Regions from separate parts of the Mus musculus genome. Here regions 1, 2, 3, 4, 5 and 6 are each linked to region 7. The links are chromatin contacts, called in public Hi-C, HiCAR-type, HiChIP or PLAC-seq and promoter capture Hi-C maps. All regions are on one chromosome and are shown on one strand. Each heading gives the region's core, a stretch centred on a gene start, on an enhancer-like site or on the middle of the called end of the contact. The rest is flanking DNA. Distances are from core to core; before and after follow the strand shown.

Region 1 (2,922 bases), core at 415-2,914, 2.9 Mb before region 7:
TCTGTACCTGGGTGGCAGGACTTAATTAAGAAGAGCTCCTTGGGCTGGAGATGTGGCCCAGCACTGGCTGCTCTTCCAGAGGTCCTGAGTTCAATTCCCAGCAACCATCTGTATGGCTCACAACCATCTATAACGGGATCTGATGCCCCCCTTCTGGTTTTTCTTTTTAAAGAGTTCCTTGGGGCTAGAGAGATGGCTCAGTGGTTAAGAGCACTGACTACTCTTCCATAGAACCCAGGTTCAATTCCCAGCACCCACATGGCAGCTCACAATTGTAACTCCTGTTCCAGGGGTTCAACTCTCACACATGCAGGCAAAACACCACTGTACAAAAAAAGGGGGGGGGGGAGGAGGAGGAGGAGGAAGAAGAGTTGTTCCTTTGGGCCTGTATGGTTTTGGATCCACGACTGTATTGGACACTTGTGGTACTCTCCATTGGAAAACAAGAACTATCCACTCGTGTGTGTGGGTGGGTGGGTGCATGTGTGCGCGCGCACGATTAGAACTGACAGGCTTGGGAGAATGGTCACAGAGAAGGTGGGTATAAGAACGGATTGTGCCCACAGTCCCTAGACAGTGCGTAGAGTCTGCTAGAGGCTGGGCAAGTTGAGGAAGCATACTGTTTAAGTATGGTTCCAGATAATAGGTCTGGATACCAGCCCAATGCATTGCTTCTGAAAACTAGACTCTGGGCAAGATGTTCAGCAAACAGTATCATTCGGGGAACTGGTTCCAAAGTCCGCGTTGTGTTTCTGAAAACACATCGGACAGCCATTAGAGGTGTGTCCCCTCCACCTGACAGAATTGGCAGATGGAGAGAGATCTCTCTGAGTGTCAGCCAGAGAGTAAGCCCGTTCTTGCCACTCGGCCCTTCCCTGCCAGTTTCTTTGTCTTCCTCCACCTAGGTCCTAACCATTCATGGAGTTTGGACGTAGGGCTGTCCCTACCCGGGCGAAAGCGCCACTGGGCACCTTCCCTTTTCACCCACGCGCGCAGAAGGGTGTCGCCTCCGGGAAGTTCTCCGGGAGTTCCGCACCTGGAGAAGGGCGTGGGGCCGGCGCCTTTGAGCTGCAGCTCCCAGCGCTCGCCGGCCGCTGTGCACACCTCGCCCAGGTACATGGCGGCACCGTCGCCCAACTGCCCAGCGAACTGACCGAACTGGTGTCCACAGTAGCAGTGCGCGGCGGGCTCGGTGCCCGGCAGCAGCGCATTGCCGCTGAAGAAGAGCGCAGCTTCGGCCTCGACCTCGGCCTCCTCGCTGGCCTCGAGCCCCAGCAAGGCCAGCGCGGGCTCTGACAGCGCCACCAGGCGCGGCCGCCGTAGCGGGGCCGGCCGCGCACGGCTGAAGCAGGCTCCGGGCACCGGCCGCGGGGTGGCCAGGGAGTCCTCCGGCCCAGGCGGCGGCGTCTCCACCGGCAGCTCACGCAGGGCGCGGTTGTCAAAGCGCAGCCCTGCCAGCCAACGCGGCGTGGGCTCCATAGCTGCAGCCCAGGCGGACCGGGGCGCGGACGACGGAAGCGCGAGACCGACGCACCGTGGCCGGGTTCGGGCAACCGCGAGCGAGGCCCCGACCGCGGCCCTGACAGAGGCCATTCGCCGCCTCGCCGGAAGCCTGCTCGCCCCGACCGGAAGTTTTCCCCCACCCAGTTAGGGGCTGGTGGGAGGCACGCCCAGAAGCTTGGTTCTGATTGGTCGCCTCTCGTTTGTCCACTTCCAGGCTACGAGCCGTCGCAGAGGGTGGACCTAAGATGCTGTTTAACTTCTGGCACCTGTGCACCAGGCCAGCCGAGGTCCGAAGCTCCCACCCAGGTGACATATGCCAGACTGGACTACTCCAAGTGTGCCTACAGGCTGAGTGATGTCCCTAAAAAACTACCAGGCCCCCTCACCCCTTAACTAGAGGTGAAGCCAAGGCCATTCCCTGGGTGCTGTGGGTTTGAGTGGTACTGTCCATCACATGCATAGAAACAGACATGGAATCTTTTGACTGTTTTATTCAGACAGCTAACAATCTAAGACAGTAGTTTAGCATCCTAAAGATGTGTCTTTCATCTCCTCTTTATCCAGCCGATTATATAGGTAAGTAAACAAAGCCAGGCAGTCATTTCAAAGTTTACTCTCGCCTCTCTGGTCAATCTTGTCTTAGATTTATGGTGCTGATGCTTTGCTCTCCATCATCTCCTCTCTGTAGCAGGGTTTGCAAACACTAAGAACCCGAGTCCTGCATCAGCTGTTTATATGACACTATTAACGTGTGTGTGTGTGTGTGTGTGTGTAGATCCCTTTTTAAAATAAAGTACAAATATGTTTTTATAATGTGGAATATGCAGTGCCCTGCCACTAGGACAATTTTTCCTCATCTGTTCTGTCCAGAGAAGGGCCAGAAGTCCTGGTAATATTCTTGGGATCCATGGGCTAGGTGGGAATTGGCCACCCAAGATTTGCTACAGGAATAATTTGGCTGGGCAATGGTTCCAGCTGGGATTCTGAGCCTATCTGAAACCTGGCTCTGCATGCATGCTAGGTCCTCTGTCCCCAAGTCCTTCCCTATTGGTGCCTCAAGTTGTATTTCCCTTGTACACAGCATCTCTCCCTGAAGTGATAGCATTTCCTTCTCTCTCCATTCTGTGCCTGTCACTTGCAATCTAGGTGGCTATGGATCTTGGTGGTGGAGAGGTAGGCAGCATCCAGTGCTCAGGAAAACCTGTTAGTTTCAAACAGGAGACTCTGAGCACAAATGCACGCATTCCTTCCTGGCAGTCTTTCTCCTTTTCAGCCTTTCTTCAGTTCTACACCTCAAGAATTCATCTCTGGAAATTTTCCTAGGGCCATAGTGGGCTTCTAAAACTACAATGAGGCCAGATGTGGTGGCACATGCCTTTGATCCCAGCACTTGGGAGGCAGAGGCAGGTGGATCTGAGT
Region 2 (2,888 bases), core at 191-2,690, 2.6 Mb before region 7:
GGTGGCAGCGCAGGGGTAAATCGGGATGGGGATGTAGGATATTTCCTGCTTCTCTAGGTTCTCTACTGGGAAGATACTGCAAAATGCGAGATCAGAAGACAGGGTCCCAGGCACTCACAGTGTCTGCCACCAAGCCTCTAGCTGCTCCTCCTGCTGCTCCAAGAGTTGGTTGCACTCAAAGTCACTGCTGTCACACAGACCCTCCATGATCTCCAGAAGCCGGATCTCACTGAAACACAATCTGTCAGCACCCCAAAGCACCAGCACCCCAAAGCACCAGTCTGCTCACTTTACACATGTCCCTCCTAGAGACTACTTTAGCGAAGAGGAGAGTCTCTACAACCACAGGCAAGGTTAGTCAGTAAGGGGAGGCTAACCGGGGGGTGTGCAGCGGACCCAGGAATGGTAGGCCCCTCCATCCCTACAGCATGAGAAAGGGAGCTTATTCCATTAGTCAGGGAAGCCAGAAGTCTCTAGGAGGGCGAGGGGCTCCAGTCTGAGTTTCCAAAAGGCCCGTGTGCGTGTGTGTAAAAGCCTTCCAGTGTCTGTGCGCACAGAAGTGGCCGTAGGGAGTGTGGAAACCACAGACCAGTTGAGTGGCCAGAGGCAGGGACGACCATTGACAGGTGTCCACCACCATCGAAGGGGTTCCTCCGTGTGCCGGTGGTCTGCACCGACCCCAAGGTCTGACCACCGATTCACAGACCGCGACCGCACATCCTCGCACTTCTTGGGAACACTCACCTGAATTCGTACTTAGACAGCGTCTTCTCTTCCCACGCCGTGTTGCCGCCACCGAAATTCTTCCTGGCCGTGTTGGCCATCCCCTGTAGTGGAGGTGGCACCAGCTCGATGGGCTACCGTGAACCCCGCCGCCAGCCCCTGCCCCAGCGCCGCTGCCCCGGACCCCGCCGCCCGCCCACCTGGTTGAACTTGTCCACCAGCGTCCGGCATCTCTGGCACATCGTCGGCTTCCGGGAGGCTACGGCCCCGGGCGGCGGCAGCAGCAGCAGCAGCCCGAACGCGGCTGCAAGCAGCAGGTGCATGGCGGGAGGGCTGCCCGGCGACCCACCGAGAACTGCGGCGGAGTCTGAGCCTCCGCCCACCGGCCCGCGCGCCGGCCGTTCCCCGGGCTACTTGACTGCGTCGCCGAGGCCCCGCCCACCTTTCACCCCGCGCGCTTCTATTGGCCGGAGGAATCCCCCTTGCCTGATGTGGACCAATTGAGGCTCGCCACGAGAAGCCACCAATGAGAAGGCCCCGGGTCAGCGTCCCGCGAGAATGAGGCAGAACCGTAATCTTCTATCGGGTCCCCATGCCCCGCCCTCCACGAGTGGCCATCTTTTCTCCGGGCGGGAAGCGCCAGCTGCGGTCGCCAGCCTGGGCAATGGTGGCCATGTCAAGTTCGGGCAAAGACTTGGCTTCCGGGCCCGGTTTCCGCAGCCGGCTTCCTGCCTTGGTCAGTCTGCTCAGTTCCGCGGGGTCCTGCGGAGAGGAGAGGTTAGCGCGCGTCGCCGGGATTGGTGTACTCGGGCGGGAGGTGGCGAAGCTGGGGTTCTCCCGAGCGCGCGTGACGGCCTTTGAGTTCCTCAACCCGGGGATGGACCTGTCACTTAGAGGCTGAGCGTGTCCCTGGGGGCGGGACATCTCGCCCGAGGCCTGGACCGTTCATCCATCCTCCTCACCTGGCGCCCGGAGCTGTCATCCGTAAACAGAGCTCTACATCTGGGTCCTGCTCAGTGTGGTTGAGGGGGCCCCAGTGGTCGACATTTCCTCAGGGGCCTCAGGCAGTGAGTTCACAATGACCTTCCGAACTTTAAGTGACCTGAGGGAGGAGGAGGAGGAGATGTGGACTATGTGTATTTTAAAGAACATCTGATTGTATAAATAGTAACAGTTTAGTCTGGTCTTTGGTTTACAAGTAAGTTCATCTACACCAGCTAACACTTCCAGGTTAAAGCCACAATTTGAACGAATGATTCCCACAGTTCCCTTGGAAGCTTTGGAATCACAATGGACAGGGACGACAGGATCTTTGAAGGGTACCCCCTAATCTGAGATGCCCTCCTCCTCCACGCCACATTTGCGAAGAGTATAGCTTTTAATTTTTTAAAGATTTGTTTATTTTATGTATATGAGTACACACGGTAGCTGTACATAGGGTTGTGAGCCTTCATCTGGTTGTTGGGAGTTGAATTTACGACCTCTGCTTGCTCTGTGCATCAGATCTCATTACAGGTGGTTGTGAGCCACCATGTGGTTGCTGGGATTTGAACTCAGGACCTTCAGAAGAGCAGTATAGCTTTTTGGAGCTTGGCTCCTGGAGCTTAGCCATTAGCATCTCTTCTTCCCTGCAGCTGCCCCCATTCCTGTGATAGGTGTTTTGTTTTGTTTTTTTTTTTGGTTTTTTGAGACAGGGTTTCTCTGTATAGCTCTGGCTGTCCTGGAACTCACTCTGTAGACCAGGCTGGCCTCGAACTCAGAAATCCGCCTGTCTCTGCCTCCCAAGTGCTGGGATTAAAGGCGTGCGCCACCACGCCCGGCTGATAAGTTGTTTTTATGTACTGGTGAATAACTCCCTTGTATTGTTTCTGCTCCTGGTTGAGCGGTCCAGCTCACCCTGGTCTCCTGTTGTCTTTGAAAATAGCTAGCCGGGCGGTGGTGATGCACACCTTTGATCCCAGCACTTGGGAGACAGAGGCAGGCGGATTTCTGAGTTCAAGGCCAGCCTGGTCTACAGAGTGAGTTCCAGGACAGCCAGGGCTACACAGAGAAACCTTGTCTCGAAAGAAACAAAAAAACAAAAAAGAAAGAAAATAGCTGCTGTTGGTCCTCAGCAGAACACACACCCCTTTGTGGCTGTGAGGAAGGAGGAGGATCGGGTGAGT
Region 3 (2,897 bases), core at 73-2,572, 3.0 Mb before region 7:
ATTTTGGAGTCTCTTGTATGTGGGGGGAGGGGGCGGGGTTGCTGGTGGAGGGGAGAAGGTGATTCAACCAAGCCTGGCTGCTTGAGATGGGGCAAGTTCAACTTCCTTAAAGAAACAGTGAAGTCCTCAGATTTGTGAAGTTTTCAGGTTGGGGAAGACATAAGAATTGGGGCAGATCTCCAAAGCTGGGGAGATGTTGTTCCAAGCTGGCTCAGTCAGTCACGGGCACCCCAAAAGGCTCTCCACAGAGATGCCAGAGGAAATAGGAGGAAGTAGGCAGACGGTATTCAAGGAGGGCAAATCTGGAGGCTGGCGAGATGGCTCAGGGGGTAAGAGACTGCTCTTCCACAGGTCCCGAGTTCAAATTCCAGCAACCACATGGTGGCTCACAACCACCCGTAGTGAGATCTGACGCCCTCTTGTGGTGTGTCAGAAGACCGATACAGTGTACTTATGTATAATAATAAATCTTTGGGCCTGAGCGAGCAGAGATCCTAAGAATTCAATTCATAACAACCACATGAAGGCTCACAGCTAGAGTGTACTCACATACATAAAATGAATAAATAAATACATCTTTAGTTTTTTTTGTTTTAAAAAGGAGAGCAAATCTGGGGTGGAAGAGACAGCTATTCCAGGGTAGACATGAATGAGCTGGGGTTTGGGGACTAGTTCCAAACCTTGTCCTGAGATCGCCACCACAACTTCAAGGCCTGAAGTAGGAACCCTACGGTACTGTCCTACCCTATAGACATTTTGGGGGTCGGTAAGGCCAAGGGGCCGGGAAGGAGAGTAGAACATTCCATAAGGAGAACAGAGCGGCTAGGATTTGGAAGAAAGAATCAAGGTTCAGCAGCCCTCACCCTCGGGAACGGGATGAGCGCGTGGTCCCGCCTGTTGCCAATGGTGGTGCGGTTCCTTGCGCCCCGCCCATCTCCAAGAAGACACTTGAGGCCTCGATCTGGCCCAGGCGAAGCCACCCACTGGTGCCGGGCCGCGTGCGCCATTCAGTTCGGCCTGGGGCACTCCCGGGGTTGTGCCCAGCCTGAGCGAACTCCTCTGATGACGGGGCAGTGGGAGGTGCGGGGGAACTGGTGCCAGGAGACGAGACTGCAGCAGGCAGGGAGCGCGGATTGCTACTGGGCGCGAATCTCCAAGCAAAGCGGTGTGCATAAGTGGCTCTGAGCCGAGGGAAACGCGGGGTACGCTAGGGACGCCAGCCGCCCCTCCTTCCCACCCTCTACCCCTTAGTCTCGTCCCTCCCTCTCGCCCGCCCCTGTCCTCCCCGCCCTCCTTCTCCCCTGGCGGGGGCGGGGCCGGCGGCTCCCGCGCGCTCCGGCCCCTCCTCGGCCACACAAAGGCCCGTCTCCATGGCAGCCGCGCGGGCCGGAGCGCAACGCAGAGCGCGGCCCCGGCGCCATCGAACGACGGCTGCGGAGGAGCAGGTACGGCACTCGGGGACGGGAACTGTGGGGGCGTCGCGCAGGCCCAGGCTTCGCCGTCTCCGCCACTCGGCCTCGGCCTGCGCCCCCGGACGCGGGGGTCTTAGGGCAGTGCCGCTGCGCGGAGGGCGACGCGGGCCTGCGTCTTTGCCCCGCGTCTGTCTGTCTTTCCAATCGGCTGGGCCTGGCTGTTCCTGCCTCCCCGATTGGCGACGAGGCCCTCAGCGCTGGGATGCTGGGAGACTGTCCTGGCAGGCAGGGTTCCCACGACCCGGTGGAGCTGCACCCGACCCGGTGTAGTTTCAAACCCTCCTTCACGGCCGGCGTCCCTACCGAATCGATGGACCAGAGCAAGTCATCTCTGTCGTGCTGGACCTCCAGGCCCCAGTTCTCAAGCTAAGCTTGCTCAGACGCTGGGCTCTGCTGGGGCTTTTTACAGGGGTGCTCAACCAAAGCAGTGCCCACACCTTCTGGGACAGGGAACAAGAGCCAGAGAGAACTAACACTCAGTAGTAGTACCTGGTGAGGCCCCACGCCTCCCGGCAAGATCTCCGCAAGTTTCTAGTGTAGTTCGTTGTTGTGGTGTTTGGAGAGACACTTAGGATTCAGAGGGCTTAGAACTTGTGGGTGCTTTTACACAGTCCAGTCCTTCACTTCCATATACCTTCTTAAGGGAGATTCATTGCTTCCTCTGTTTCCTGCTGTGTGGCAGGTTTGTGTGTGGGTGGGTCCTTTCTATCTGGGGTCTTCTGAGCCTAAGAATCCTAGAGTTTCTGGCCACGTCACTTAATTCCTTTTTCTAGTTCCTTGGAGAAGGCAGGAAGGGAGATCGGATTATGGCCACCATGGTGGTGGTGGTCAGAACTGTAGCTGAAGCCAGGTCCCAAAGCCAGTGTCACGTTCTGATGAACGGAGGCCCTCGGGGGCCCTCATTTGCCTTGGGGAGTGCCCCCCTCTAACGTCTCTCTTCAATTTGTATTGATGATTTTAAAGCTGAATTTCTCAGACTGCTCACAAACACCTAGAGGGTGGGAGCTGTCAGCCTGATCCCACACCCGGATGCTGTCTTGGAACATAGGGAATGTCATCAGAAAGTTGGACTGTCGCTAGCATGAGTCCTTGCTCTTTGGTCAGGAGGTGAAGTTCCTAGGAAGGTAGAGCCAACGCGTGAGTTGTTTTGTGGAATGTGCCAAACCTTATTGTGTTGTATGGAAATTGCTCGAGAAGACTAATCACCAGGTAGACTACAGAGCCTCGGCCACCTAGTCGCTCACACCCTCCCATGGAAGTGGGGAGGCCTGAGGACTGGCCAGAGGTTTCTAGCCCCAGGATCTGAGGGAAGTTACTTAGAAAAACAAGAGTTTGGAATGTGAGTTCCCCCCTCCCCCACGGGCTGCCTGCCAAGGAGGAATTATTTTGGATTATCCAGCCGAGTCCAGCGAGTCCAGCTACCCA
Region 4 (3,058 bases), core at 441-2,940, 2.6 Mb before region 7:
GAGAGGAGTGGGGGAGCCCCGGCTTCCCCGCGCTCCGCAATGCGGGGATTTCTACTGCGGCGCCCCCGCGCTCCGCACGCACGCACGCACGCAAGGGAGGCCCGCGAGCGCCCTCCCCGGCACAGGGAGGGGCCACGGCGCCGAGGCGGCTGGCGGGGGCCCTGCGTCACGCGCGTATCGCGGGTCTCCCTGGCTGCCACCCACCGTCCCCAGACCCTGCGCCCTCACACCGCAGAGGGCTACCCCGGTGTCCCCAGTCCCCCCCACCCCTCCCGTAAGCCAGGCGTGGCGCGTGGCCGCCTAACAGTCGCCGGAACGCCGCACCACCTGCTCACCATCAAAGTCAGTGTAGACCGTGTCCTTGAGCACCGCGCCCGAGCCGAAGTCGATGAGCTTCAGCTCTCCCGAGCGCAGGTCCACCAGCAGGTTCTCGTCCTTGATGTCGCGGTGCACGACCCCACAATTGTGGCAGTGCCGCACAGCGGCAAGCACCTGCGCGAAGAAGCGACGCGCCAGCGGCTCGTCCAGGGCGCCTCGTTCAGTGATGAAGTCGAAGAGGTCCTGTGCCGGCTCGGGTCGCTCCAGCACCAACAAGAAGCCGTCGGGCCGCTCGAACCAGTCCAGCAAGCGGATGACGCCGCGCGCGCCGCCCGCCGCGCCCACCTTGCGCAGCAGCACCACCTCCAGGGGCACGGCCACTCCGCCCTGGGGGACAAGGCGGTCATCGGACAAAGCCAAGGCAACCCACACCCGCATGCCCCGCACCCGCACGCCCCGCACCCGCATACTTACGAGACTGCCCCACTCGGTCACCCGCTCCTTCACCACGTGCTTCACAGCCACCTGCGGGGAAAAGAGGGGGCGACACGCGAGCGGTCAGACGGGCGGCCGAGCGTGGCGATCGTCCACGCGGGTGCGCCCGGAGCCACGACTCACCGGGAGTCCGTCGGCGATGCGGCTGCCCGCGTAGACCGTGCCGAAGCCGCCGCTGCCCAGCACGGCGCCCACCTGGTACACCTTCTCGAAGCTCTCCTTGTCAGCCTTGGCTGTGGGACAAACAATCGGGTTGATGATGACCCAAAGCCACCCCCCGGCCCCCGCCCAGGCCCCCTCCCTGGTCCCCACACATACCTGGCTGTAGGATCTTCACTGGGAGGTGGTCCACGCCGCCAGGCCCGCAGAGGTGCGCCAGGGAGCCGAACTTGGACAGCAGCATCGCGGGTGGCCTCGCGTGCGGTGCCGCCTCTGACCCGTCCGGCAAGGACGCGGGAGGGCGGTCTTCCTGACCGCAGACAGCGCGGCGGATCCCACGGCCCCGAGGCCGAGCGCTCAGCGGGGCAGCCGCGCGGCGCAGTTGCCCGGTGGCCGCGCGAAAGCGCGTAGACGGCAGCTGGCCGAGCAGCTCACACGCCCCGGCCGCCTCGCCCCGGGGTTTTGGACCACGGAGATGTGTATCCTTCCGCGGAGGCGGGGCCGCCTGAAGCTCCGCCTCCTTCCGCCCGAGGCTCGCTTTGCGGTGTGGCTGTTTTGAGTCTCGCAGGGCGGTGCTGGGGAAGCCGGACGCTCCCTGTCGTTTCACCAAGGGCTGGTGGCGCGCGGGGACGACGACCCGTCCGGACTAGCTTGCCGTAGTAGAGTCGCGGAGGTGCACGGCGTTCCGCGGCTTTCACGGCGCTCTCACCCGCCCTGCGCACGCGCAGCTCGCGCGCGGGCGGCGGCCCCCTTATGTCTCCGGCAGCGCGGGCGGGGCCGCATAAGCCAATGAAAATCGAGGTTTTGAAAGGACACGGGGACTCAGCCAATGGCAGCGTAGGGCGGGGCCTTCCGAGCCTCGCCCCCCAGGCCGCGCTGAGGAAGGTCACTCTCCGGCTCCGCGAGTTACGCGTGTTGTTCCCTCGTTCTTCGTGGGCGTTTGTGGCTGGGGGTGTGCGAGGAGTCGGCCCCCTCTGAGAAGCGGAAGTCCGGGAGGACAGTCGTGCGGCCCTGAGGCCTACGCTGACACTAGCTCTGTGTGCGTCACCCGCTGCTCGCGCGCCACGATGCGCACGTGGCTGGGCGACAGAGAAAGCATTGCCCTCAGACCTCTCAACCCAGCCTCAGCTCCCTGGAGCACACCTTGAGTGTTCGCCCATCAGCTAGGCTCAGATCTCATGCTCCTAGCTGGGTACTTATGAGAGCCTCCTAAACCCTAGATCCTCCCTCCTGGGAACTTGTCCCTCTGCTCTAAGGCCATCTGACAAAGTGTCCCTTTAGCTGCTCACAACTACCAAAGGTCCTTTGTTGATGACTATTATGCCCATAGTTCCGTCCTGAGCAGCTCAAGTAGACACAGCCTACAGCAGTCTCCCTGTGTCCTTTTTACCTATACCTTAAGACACCAGTGAAATTAGACTCAACTGTTGTTGACCCCTGGCTAAGTCACTGACCCAAGAGCAACCCAGGACTTGGAGTTGTCATCTGTCATAGCTGGGTGAGAATGAGTTGAGAGCCATTGCTCCCTGGACTTCAGTTTGATGTCTAAACGATTCAACTGTCGTTCCTGAACTGCTACTACTTGGGGGATCTGGAGCCTGGCTTCCCACTGGCTTATCCATGTTCCTCCACTAACACCGCAATCCACACTTTCTCTCTCTGGAACCTTTCTGAGGCGCCTACTGCCTTGACACTATTTGGGGCCCACCTGGTTTCCTCACCCCCTTTCTGTCTTTGTGGCCTAGACCCTCAACAGTCTGGACACACTCAGGCCCTCGGAATAGGTCTCAGGTTCTTGGAGCTCTGTCTGGCTGTCTCCTAACATGCTTTCCAGGAGCTGACCACATCTGCCAAGAACAAAGCTTTCCATACCAGCTATCAGCAGGGTTTACAGGGTACCTGCTCAGGTGTGGGGGAGGGGCGGGGGTTGTCTGCCTGTGGGTGCTTTCAAAGGACCAGCTAAGAACCCAACAGGGCCTGTGCTCCTCCTGGCCAGGACAATCTGGTTGTATTGGACCCCAGTCTTTCGGGAGAGGGAGGGAGGGATCCTTGAGAACTGTCTAGGTGGGTAGTAAATTCAATGGTG
Region 5 (2,920 bases), core at 62-2,561, 2.9 Mb before region 7:
CTAATCTTGTCAGAGGAGATGCCATGACCATGGCTCCACTGCCTGAATCCCCTTGTGATAACCATGGTCCAAGGCTTCAAATACTTCACCCAGTTACAGAGGTGTGGCTCAGTTCATGCCCTACCCCACAATATACATAAACCAGGGTAGTTAATTGGCTTTTAGAAGATGGAGAAGCTTTGGGCTCCTCCAAAATCCTTGCCTGAACTCCCAACTCCTGAGTATGGCAGAGGGCACCTACTTCTAACCACTCCAGGGCTCTTTGGTTTCCCCTGTACATGATAGTTGTATGTGTTCCTATCACAGACGTCAGCGGCAGCCTTGCCCCCTTCCCCTCATCATCCTGGGGGTGTGTCTTGTCCCTTCCCCCCATCTTGAGGCATCTGTAATGCCAACACTCATTTCGGAACTGGAGACAAGGCTGGACTATGGAAATGTGTGTGTGTATATATATATATATGTATATACATATATATGTATATATACATGTATGTATATATGTGTATGTATATATGTGTGTATATATCTGTGTGTGTTTATTTGTGTGTGTGTATATATATATACATATATACATACAAACATACATATATATATATATATATATATATATATATATATATATATATATATGTATAGTCTTAGCTGGTATTTGAGCTCATGTCTCCTTTGTTCCTCCTTTCCTAAGGCCCCCTTCCCTGCTTCCTCACCCTTCCTTGCTCAGAACCCTCTACCCTTCCTAGCCTCACACTGTGCTGCAGTTTTCCTGGCTGGCCTGGCGTCTTATATAACTCTTCTATTCCAGTGGCCTCTTTCTTACCTGTGGCCTTTCTGTCAGTCCCTTCTGGAAGTTCAGTGCTTTGATCCAGCCCAGGCCAGCCCCCGCAGGCACTCACATACACACCCTGCTCACTTCTCTCCTCTCCATCTTTCACCTGCGGGAGCAGGCAAATTGGTTGTGATTGACAGTTGGCATTTCTGACTCTGTGGCCTAAACTACCAGGTTAGGCTAGGAGGATGCTGGGGGCAAGAAGGAAGCATAGCTGCGGCTGTAGCTATGGATGGCCTGAGGACAGGCAGCCCTGTCTTCCTATCCATTTCAAGAAGGACACTGGAGGCGGTACTGGTCGTAGGCTCCGCGCCACACGTAGTTGTCGGTGGCACTGAAGTTGCAGCCTAAGAGAAAGAGACAATGAGAGAAAGAGAGGCAGAGAGAGAAAGACACACAGAGCGCGCGCAATCCCAGGGGAGCTCAGCCTTTTGGTCTACTCCACCCTAATCTCGCCTAGGGGCGGGCCGGAGTCTGTAAAAGAGGAAGCCGGAAGTTAGGCGTTTGGCGTCACGCTTAGTTCAGTTTCCAGCGGTTCTCTTCTGACAATCGGGCGGGCTTGAGCCCGGACCTGGGCCTGGGGTGGTTTCCTCTTGCCCAGGTCCAGCGTGCACAACCCAGTTCGTCCCGAGTGAGGATTGTTTACGTGCATAGTTAGGTGAGACCGGGCAGTGCAATTACCTGCCGGCAGAGGGCGTGTTGCGTTAGAGCGGATCAAAGTGACCACGGTGTAGCTATGGGCACAGCACTTGTGTACCACGAGGACATGACAGCCACTCGACTGCTCTGGGATGAGTAAGTGTGTCTTGACAGAAGTAGGGGGCCGGGAGGGAACCCTGAACACTGAGATCCTTGTCTGCTCCAGCCCCGAGTGCGAAATTGAGTGCCCAGAGCGCCTGACAGCTGCCCTGGATGGCCTGCGGCAGCGTGGCCTGGAAGAAAGGTGCCTGTGTTTGTCAGCTTGTGAGGCATCAGAGGAAGAGTTGGGCTTGGTGCACAGGTCAGACTATGACAGATCTGGGGACCCGAACCTTTTATAGCTCCGCTAGCATTCCCTTGGGTTCACCGTGGTGTGGGCTAAAAGGGATTACTGGGTGGGCACTCCCACCAGGAATCTCTGCTCCTTTCCTTCCTGTCCTGCTGGTGGCCCGCCTGCTGATCTGCAGCCCGGAATATATAGCCCTGGTGCAGAAGACCCAGACCCTGGATAAAGAGGAGCTCCACGCACTGTCTAAGCAGTACAATGCTGTCTACTTTCACCCGGTGCGAGCCAGCATACACGCCCATTCACCCAGATTTATGTCCATATGCCTGCCTAGGTGCATTCACACCCAAGTCTGCTCACCTGCCAGTGTCTCCTTGTTTATGCTTTATGACCGTACCCTACCATGTTTTGCTTGCCAATGCCCCAGCCCTGTCTGCTCAGCAGTGGGAAACCTGCAACCTGGGACAAGCAGGTCAGGTCCCAGGCTCAATTGCACTCTGGCTCACAGGACACCTTTCACTGTGCCCGGCTGGCAGCGGGGGCTGCACTGCAGCTGGTCGATGCTGTGCTAACAGGAGCTGTGCACAATGGGCTTGCCCTGGTGAGGTGAGAACCACCTTCCTCCCCTAGCTGTCTGTGTGTGACCCTGTGAGGGGACAGAATGACTCTGACATGCCCGGTGTTTCCTTTTTTTTTTTTTACACCCTAGGCCTCCAGGGCACCACAGTCAGAGGGCAGCTGCCAATGGATTCTGTGTGTTCAACAATGTGGCTCTAGCAGCCAAACATGCCAAGCAGAAATATGGGCTGCAGAGGTGTGTCCAAGCTTGACCTGCAAGTGTGGGGGACCCAAACTAAATAGGAAGAGGTGGAGTTGGTGGTTAAGAGGTCCCACCCAGCTCCCTCCACTCCTGGCTGAGCTCCTAGCCTAAAGGTGGAAAGGCAGCCACTTCCAGTAATCCCCAGTACTGTCCGAATTTAGGATTCTCATTGTCGACTGGGATGTCCACCATGGCCAGGGCATCCAGTATATCTTCAACGATGACCCCAGGTGAGCTGGGGTGTGGACACAGCCCTTCTCTGCCGCTCACCATTTTGGGGATAAAATTC
Region 6 (2,808 bases), core at 85-2,584, 2.5 Mb before region 7:
AGTTATAGGGGATTCAACATTCCCTCAGAGACATACTTGTAGGTGAAACACCAATGAACATTAAAAATAAGAGATTAAAAAAAGTTCCCTCTTCCAAAATATGTCTAGGTTTGTGTAAATTGATGAAAACCTATCAGCACACTGAGACTTTGAAACTTCCTAAAGATTCAAAAAAATTTTTAACTAGATCTTCTCATGAAAATAAAAGCCACACAAAAAGTCTATATAAAAATTTATATAGAAAAAAGTTTATATAGATTACAGAAAGCATGCACCAATGTCTTCATGCACAAGCCACTCCCTCAGGGTGTAGAGCCAAACTTGTAGCTTCTCAATTCTGCTTAGCATGGAATTAATTCGTGCCTTGCAACTACGTTTATTCAGAGTACTAAAAAAAAAAAAAAAAAAAAAAAAACTCAAAACTAAAATTTCCCTGGTCTTATTAATTTTTATCACCACGATATAAAGGGGAAAATTTCTTTCTTCCTACCAAGTCACAAGAATGTACTTGCCTTGGCTGACTGGCTTTACGAAGCCAGAAGGCACAAGTGTCCTTTTAAAAACTACACTTAATCTTATCCTAATTAACTTCAAAAACAAATGACTTCCCTTTTTACAAACGCCAGAACCGCGACAGCCGCTCCTCCTGAGGCTCGGCGCTGCAGGGACTTGAAAAGACGCGCTGGAGCCTCGTGAGAACCTCCAGACGGAGAGCGAGGACCCGCAGCCATCCCGGGCAGAAGCGAGTGGGTCGCACCAAAAAGGACAAAAGGAACAAAAAATGACGGCAGGTACTGCGACCGTGAAGACGCTACGGAGCCAAAGCGTTGAGTTAAGTTTCGTTAAGCCTCCGCGGTCAGACCCAGACGCACACGCTTCAAGCTAGGCAGGCACCAAGAAGCGTGACACCGACCCGTGTCACCGCCGTGCCGCCTGCCTGCGCCCCTTCCTGGACACGCGCGCCCACCGGCACCGGCTTGGGGGACGCCACGACGTGGCGGGAGCCCGGCACCTGACGAAAGGTCCCACGGGGCGTCCCGCGGTCGCTCCCCTCCGCGGCCTGGGCCCGCCCGCGGCGCGAGGCGCAGCTGTCAGAGGCCGGGCCGGGCTGGGCCGGGCCGGGCGCAGTCTCGGGACACAGCCTCCACCCGGCCCGCCGCGCACGGACAATGGCGCGGTTCCCCAACCCCTGCGCGGCGCCGGCCGTCGAAGACGCCACTGGAGCGTCCCGCGCGCACTCACCTGAGGCGCCGGCTCCGCGCTGCGCTGCGCGGGCCCGCGGGCTGCGAACAGCGCGACGGGCGCGCCCATTCATTAGCCGCTTTGTCTGCCCCCGCCGCCCCTCCCGCCGCCCCAGCCCCGCCGCCCGCGACGCCGCCGGACGCTGCGCCCCTCCCAGGGCCCCGCGCGGGTCGGGGGCGGGGCCCGGGGCGGGGCTGTCGTGCGCAAGCGCAGTCCGTGCGCACCTGCCCCGCCTTGGGGGGGGATGCCTAGAGTACGGCTGGATGGGCCCCGGCTAGGCAAACGGGGCGGAGCTACGAAGACTACGCAGGCGCAGTTTCCCCTCGCCCCATCTCCGGAGGTCAGGTTACTCCGGCGCAGTCTCACACACACGAGGTCTGGTCGCTGGCCTCCTCCGTCAAACTACGCAAGCGCGGTCTGGCGCACCTGCCCTGTCGGGCGTTCGGTCCGAAGACTACGCAGGCGCAGTCGCCACGGCGGTTGGTTGGAATTGCTGCGCGTTTGAGAAGCGCGCGTTCTCAGTGGTTTCTTCTTAGGGCTTGGCCGTTAGGGTGGTCCTGCGCTCTCAACGGCTGGCCGCGGAGCTTCCGGGCTTGTGGTCAAGGCGGGCGCCTTCTCCGGGGGCGTTGCGCGCAACCACTTTCAGTAGCCCTTGGGTGGAGGCTAGACACAGCAGGTGCTAGCTGCTCAGGGCCTGGGGCCATGTTTGGGTAAAAGAAATAAGGAGCTGAACATTGAACGCCCCAGTTCAGATGCCTGTGCGGACCATGTAATTTCTGCAGGTGGAATTTATCCCAGAGGTCCTTCTCTGATGACACTTTAGACCACAGCTTGTTCTCTTATGCGGGAGTTCTGTCCTACGCCCATCTCCTGTTCTGCGTGTTTAGGAGTTTCCTTCTGTGATTGAGGTGGTGGTGGTGCGGTCGGGGGAGGCGTCGAGTGCTGATGTCACACCTTGCTTACCCTGATTCACCATCACTGGTCAATGGACATGGTTTGGGATTCTGTGTCTTTAAGTTCAAGGGAAGGTGGTTGGGCTGCCAGTGCACTGCTGGTGGAAGTCATCATTGGTGTGGAACCCTGAGCCTGGCTTCTGTCTTCTTCGCCTTCCATTCAGGGAAGCTGATGTTTGTGGTGGAGGTGGTGGCTCCATATGAGACTCAATGGGGAACAGCAGAAAGACCTGGGTGGAGGTCCTCAGCTAGCAGGTTCCCGTAGGGTACAGAAGTTTTTTCCCAGTAACCTTCCTCTCCTTGTTATGCCCCTCGTACCCTACACCCCAGAGGAAAGAGAACATCTGCCTTCATGAAGGATTTCCGAAGCCCCAGGAGAACTGTTGAGACATGGGTTCTTGAGCTATAGAGCTAAGGGGTAGCGCCTAGAACAAGTAAAGTAGCTAGGAGAGAGTTTGAGCTTTAGCTTAGGATGTCTCAGCCCAGCCGGAAAGTCTTGACGAGCTTCCATTTGTTTATACAGAAGCACCTGCACAAACTCTTCACCTGGAGATGGCCCCTCTGTGCTCCTAGCCCTGCACAGGCTGTGCAGGGGAAGAAGGAAAACGGGAAG
Region 7 (2,910 bases), core at 94-2,593:
AGTCACACTGCCACATGCTTCTGTTTATCTGGCACTAGGCTCAACGTGTTTATCCCTGTCACAGTAGGACCTTCTACTCATCATAAACTATAATAATAGCTTTTATAAAAGTTCTTAACTATTCAAGCAAGCCCAGTCCAGGTCCTGTAAAAAATACAGTGTCTGGGTACCTCTGAGGACTTCCTCCATCTCCCAAGTCACTGTGGCCCAGCAGTCAGTAACCCGTGCCAAGCCCCAGCCACTTTGAAAAGCACATTTTGTGGTTGAATACAGTGGATATCCGAGTTTACAAATTTAACATTCACACAATGGTGTCTCTTAGGAAGCACAGGAAGACAGACCATTTTCCGAGCTCACGAATGGTTCTACTTAAGTTACCTCAATGTCAAAACCTTCAGGACTGGAGAGGTGGCTAATGTTAGAATCTTAAATTTCATATCTGAGACTTTGGCTAGAAAACAGAATAAACTATGTTTGAAATCTTGTGATGGAGTTTTCTGAAATACATTTCCGGGTACTGTCTCTTCACTCCCTAAGACCTAGAGAGGCATCAGGCCACATAACCAATCACAGAAGGACTTTGGAGCTCGATAGCTTCCAGACTGCACCCAGGTGTTTTTATTATTATTCTGTGTTTCCTGTTGCTGTCAAAAGACCGGTGTCCAGAGGCCAGAAGGTGGGACCACAGAAATTCACAAGGCGCTTCCACGCTCAAAGGAAAAGCATCAGCCCACATGTGACAGACGAAAACCCAAGTGCTCAAACCACTATGCACCCCGAAGAGACCGACCTCCCCTGCAGGCACTGCCTCTCCCTGGCCAGTTTCCTGACTCAACCAAACTCTCCAGGGCATGACCTGGGTCAGTTTCTTCCAGCTTCCCCAGGGAGTCATGGAGTTTCGCAGGAGAGAACCTGCCTGCCAGGCTCTGGAAGCACTTGGGGCAGCTCCTCGTCCTCCTTGCTCATTGGTACGGCCACTGTCACCTTTCATTTCCCACACGCCCACTGCCGACCCCGACTCCCCTAGCCCCTCACATAGCCCAACAGTCTCCTAGGAGCCAGGTTCTCCTCCCCAGACTCCTACGCCACCCGCACTGCAACGGGACAGCACGGCCACCTGACCTCTGACCCCTGACCCCGACCGGGTCCTCCCCGTCACACCCACCTGCCCGGGACCTTGCTGTTGCTGCGCTTCCAGAACTGCTTCCTGGCCCCGTCGCTGGCCATGGCCGCTCCTCATCCCTCAGATCCGCAACCCTGACACCCGAGAGCGGTCGGCCACACCTCCAGCGGCCCTCTCCTGTGCCCCGGCGGCCCCCTCAGAGACACCAGGACTCCGAAGCGTAGAGCCGAGAGGCGCTTCCGCCTCCGTCCGGAAGTTGTGACTCGGCGATTCCGGAAGTCCCGCCTTCGTTTCGGGCAGTGCTTGACGCCATGAGAAGGCGACGCTGGGATATGTGCGTGGCTGTAGCGCAGGGAGGAAAGCGGAGTCTGCGAGCTGCGTATGTTCTGGCGGCGCTGAGAGCGCTCGGGTCGAGCGGCACGGACTGAGGTCTCTGGATCCCGGCCTCTGATCCCCGGCCATGAACTCCGGAGCCGCGTGCGTCTGGGGTCCGAGTCGGTCTTATTTGCTCGCAGCCAACCAGCAAGTACCGAGAACCAGAAGGAGCACAGGCAGATCGGGACCCTGCTGCGGGCGGACAGGCGAGCGGGAGGATGGAGAGCTTCTCCCGCTGTAGTGTGGTCCAAGCCTCATCGCCAGGGCATTGACCCCGGATCAGTAAACACTGCACAGTGAGGTGAAGGAAGCGACTTCCACCGGAGCACATCTGAAGCGATGGCGGGGATCTGCCTGGGCTTCAGCTGAAAAACGAATAGGCACGGAGACACGAAGACTTCATCTTGCCGGCGCTTGCGTGCTTCCAAGACCGCAGTAAAGTGTGCTTAATTGTAAGATACATTCAAGATCCAAAAATCTTAATACGGAAATGTTAATTATAAGTTTACATTAAATGATACTTTATATATATTGGGTTCTGTAGAATATATTGTTATGTTTACTTTCACTTTTTGCTGTGTAGTGTAGCTACTTGAAATTACTTACGTGATTGGTGTAAAATTTCTATGATCTTAGACTCAAGGGTGAGAGGCTGGCATCTCAGGCCGGAGCTTTAGTGAAACACTGGTAATGCCAACTTGTGGCCTTTACTACTGAGAAACATATTCACGACAGCTGTCTCGTGCACTTTTTCTGCTTTTGATATGGTCTTCCTGTTTAACCCAGGCCCTGACTATATTCTCAAGACCCAGACTTCTAGACATATTGAAAGTGGTGTTGGGTTAGCACATGGTGGATGCAAGAAATCACACTAAAGAACCTTATATAGCTTAGCCCAGTTGTATGCCAGACTTATCCTCAGTACTCAGAGCAGGGTCAATGGCCTAGAGCCCTGTATCTCAACTTTGTTCCCATTCTTTAAGAGTAAAGCCTTCTGCAGCTCCTTTTAGACTGCAGCAGCTACCTGACTCCACTTTGACTCTGCAGAAAGGGGTGGCACCTGTTCCTCTTCATTTCCTGCACAGCCGGAGCCTTAGGAACTGAAATAGTACATCCCAAATGTTTGCTGTCTGGATGACAATACCGGGCTCTCTAGGAATCCCTTTTGACACAAGCATAGAAACTTCAGGAAATACCAGGGACAATGTCAACAGGTCCTAGGTGACCCCTTCAGGCACAACTTATGGAACATAGCCTTGGCTTCTCCTTGGAATCCTACTTCTAATAATCCTTAGAATTTGAGAGACCTAGCAAAACTAAGATTAATAATCATGTCCTAGCACTGCCTCGAGAGCTCTTTGAAATAAAACTTTAGTGGTACATAGCTATGGCCCAGCTTCTCAAGAGGGAGG

The links. Promoter capture Hi-C pulls out the DNA fragments that hold promoters and counts their contacts. Hi-C and Micro-C count contacts between places; a contact is called where the count stands out from the background. HiCAR-type assays count read pairs that join an accessible place to other places. HiChIP or PLAC-seq counts read pairs in DNA pulled down with a chosen protein or histone mark. Capture Hi-C pulls out chosen DNA fragments and counts their contacts.
Region 1: a promoter capture Hi-C map of liver shows a contact between it and region 7, with 3 times the contacts expected there. The contact joins the promoter of Selenoo here to the promoter of Tbc1d22a in region 7. A contact is called at or near these places in 1 of 115 datasets of contacts at active chromatin or transcription factors (large pre-B cells) and 1 of 9 other capture datasets (liver).
Region 2: a promoter capture Hi-C map of 3T3-L1-derived adipocytes shows a contact between it and region 7, with 6 times the contacts expected there. The contact joins the promoter of Alg12 here to the promoter of Tbc1d22a in region 7. A contact is called at or near these places in 5 of 39 promoter capture datasets (3T3-L1-derived adipocytes, the C10 cell line, cranial neural crest and 2 more), 2 of 115 datasets of contacts at active chromatin or transcription factors (astrocytes and large pre-B cells) and 1 of 9 other capture datasets (embryonic stem cells).
Region 3: a HiCAR-type map of astrocytes shows a contact between it and region 7, with 4 times the contacts expected there. The contact joins the promoter of Plxnb2 here to the promoter of Tbc1d22a in region 7.
Region 4: a contact with region 7 is called in an H3K27ac HiChIP or PLAC-seq map of acute myeloid leukemia, with 21 times the contacts expected there. The contact joins the promoter of Pim3 here to the promoter of Tbc1d22a in region 7. A contact is called at or near these places in 3 of 39 promoter capture datasets (the C10 cell line, embryonic stem cells and hippocampal neurons), 5 of 115 datasets of contacts at active chromatin or transcription factors (acute myeloid leukemia, astrocytes, epiblast stem cells and 2 more) and 1 of 9 other capture datasets (embryonic stem cells).
Region 5: a contact with region 7 is called in a Hi-C map of B cells, with 5 read pairs. The contact joins the promoter of Hdac10 here to the promoter of Tbc1d22a in region 7. A contact is called at or near these places in 3 of 39 promoter capture datasets (cranial neural crest, embryonic stem cells and pre-B cells) and 1 of 484 Hi-C or Micro-C datasets (B cells).
Region 6: an H3K27ac HiChIP or PLAC-seq map of acute myeloid leukemia shows a contact between it and region 7, with 11 times the contacts expected there. The contact joins the promoter of Zbed4 here to the promoter of Tbc1d22a in region 7. A contact is called at or near these places in 7 of 39 promoter capture datasets (the 3T3-L1 cell line, the C10 cell line, the HPC-7 cell line and 4 more), 7 of 115 datasets of contacts at active chromatin or transcription factors (the 230-238 cell line, the SCID.adh cell line, acute myeloid leukemia and 4 more) and 1 of 9 other capture datasets (embryonic stem cells).

The regions. Positions count from the first base shown.
Region 1 is chr15:89,087,780-89,090,701 of GRCm38.p6, reverse strand. Selenoo (selenoprotein O) reads right to left here and starts at 1,664. Exons shown (of 9, transcript NM_027905.3): 1 at 1,037-1,664. The coding sequence starts at 1,593.
Region 2 is chr15:88,817,870-88,820,757 of GRCm38.p6, reverse strand. It overlaps Alg12 (asparagine-linked glycosylation 12 (alpha-1,6-mannosyltransferase)), which reads left to right and starts at 1,440. Exons shown (of 10, transcript NM_001142357.1): 1 at 1,440-1,500. Creld2 (cysteine-rich with EGF-like domains 2) reads right to left here and starts at 1,112. Exons shown (of 10, transcript NM_029720.2): 1 at 924-1,112; 2 at 745-827; 3 at 119-229. The coding sequence starts at 1,046.
Region 3 is chr15:89,179,213-89,182,109 of GRCm38.p6, reverse strand. Plxnb2 (plexin B2) reads left to right here and starts at 1,322. Exons shown (of 38, transcript NM_138749.3): 1 at 1,322-1,445.
Region 4 is chr15:88,860,826-88,863,883 of GRCm38.p6, reverse strand. It overlaps Pim3 (proviral integration site 3), which reads right to left and starts at 1,690. Exons shown (of 6, transcript NM_145478.2): 1 at 1,132-1,690; 2 at 937-1,046; 3 at 793-843; 4 at 336-705. The coding sequence starts at 1,216. It overlaps Gm33049, which reads right to left. Exons shown (of 3, transcript XM_006521646.3): 3 at 1,378-2,051. The coding sequence ends at 1,404.
Region 5 is chr15:89,127,091-89,130,010 of GRCm38.p6, reverse strand. Hdac10 (histone deacetylase 10) reads left to right here and starts at 1,311. Exons shown (of 20, transcript NM_199198.2): 1 at 1,311-1,621; 2 at 1,692-1,826; 3 at 1,993-2,089; 4 at 2,320-2,417; 5 at 2,521-2,625; 6 at 2,793-2,861. The coding sequence starts at 1,563. Gm46530 (a long non-coding RNA gene) reads right to left here and starts at 1,472. Exons shown (of 2, transcript XR_001781738.2): 1 at 818-1,472.
Region 6 is chr15:88,750,237-88,753,044 of GRCm38.p6, reverse strand. Zbed4 (zinc finger, BED type containing 4) reads right to left here and starts at 1,334. Exons shown (of 3, transcript NM_181412.3): 1 at 1,243-1,334.
Region 7 is chr15:86,212,892-86,215,801 of GRCm38.p6, reverse strand. It overlaps Tbc1d22a (TBC1 domain family, member 22a), which reads right to left and starts at 1,343. Exons shown (of 13, transcript NM_145476.2): 1 at 1,166-1,343. The coding sequence starts at 1,227.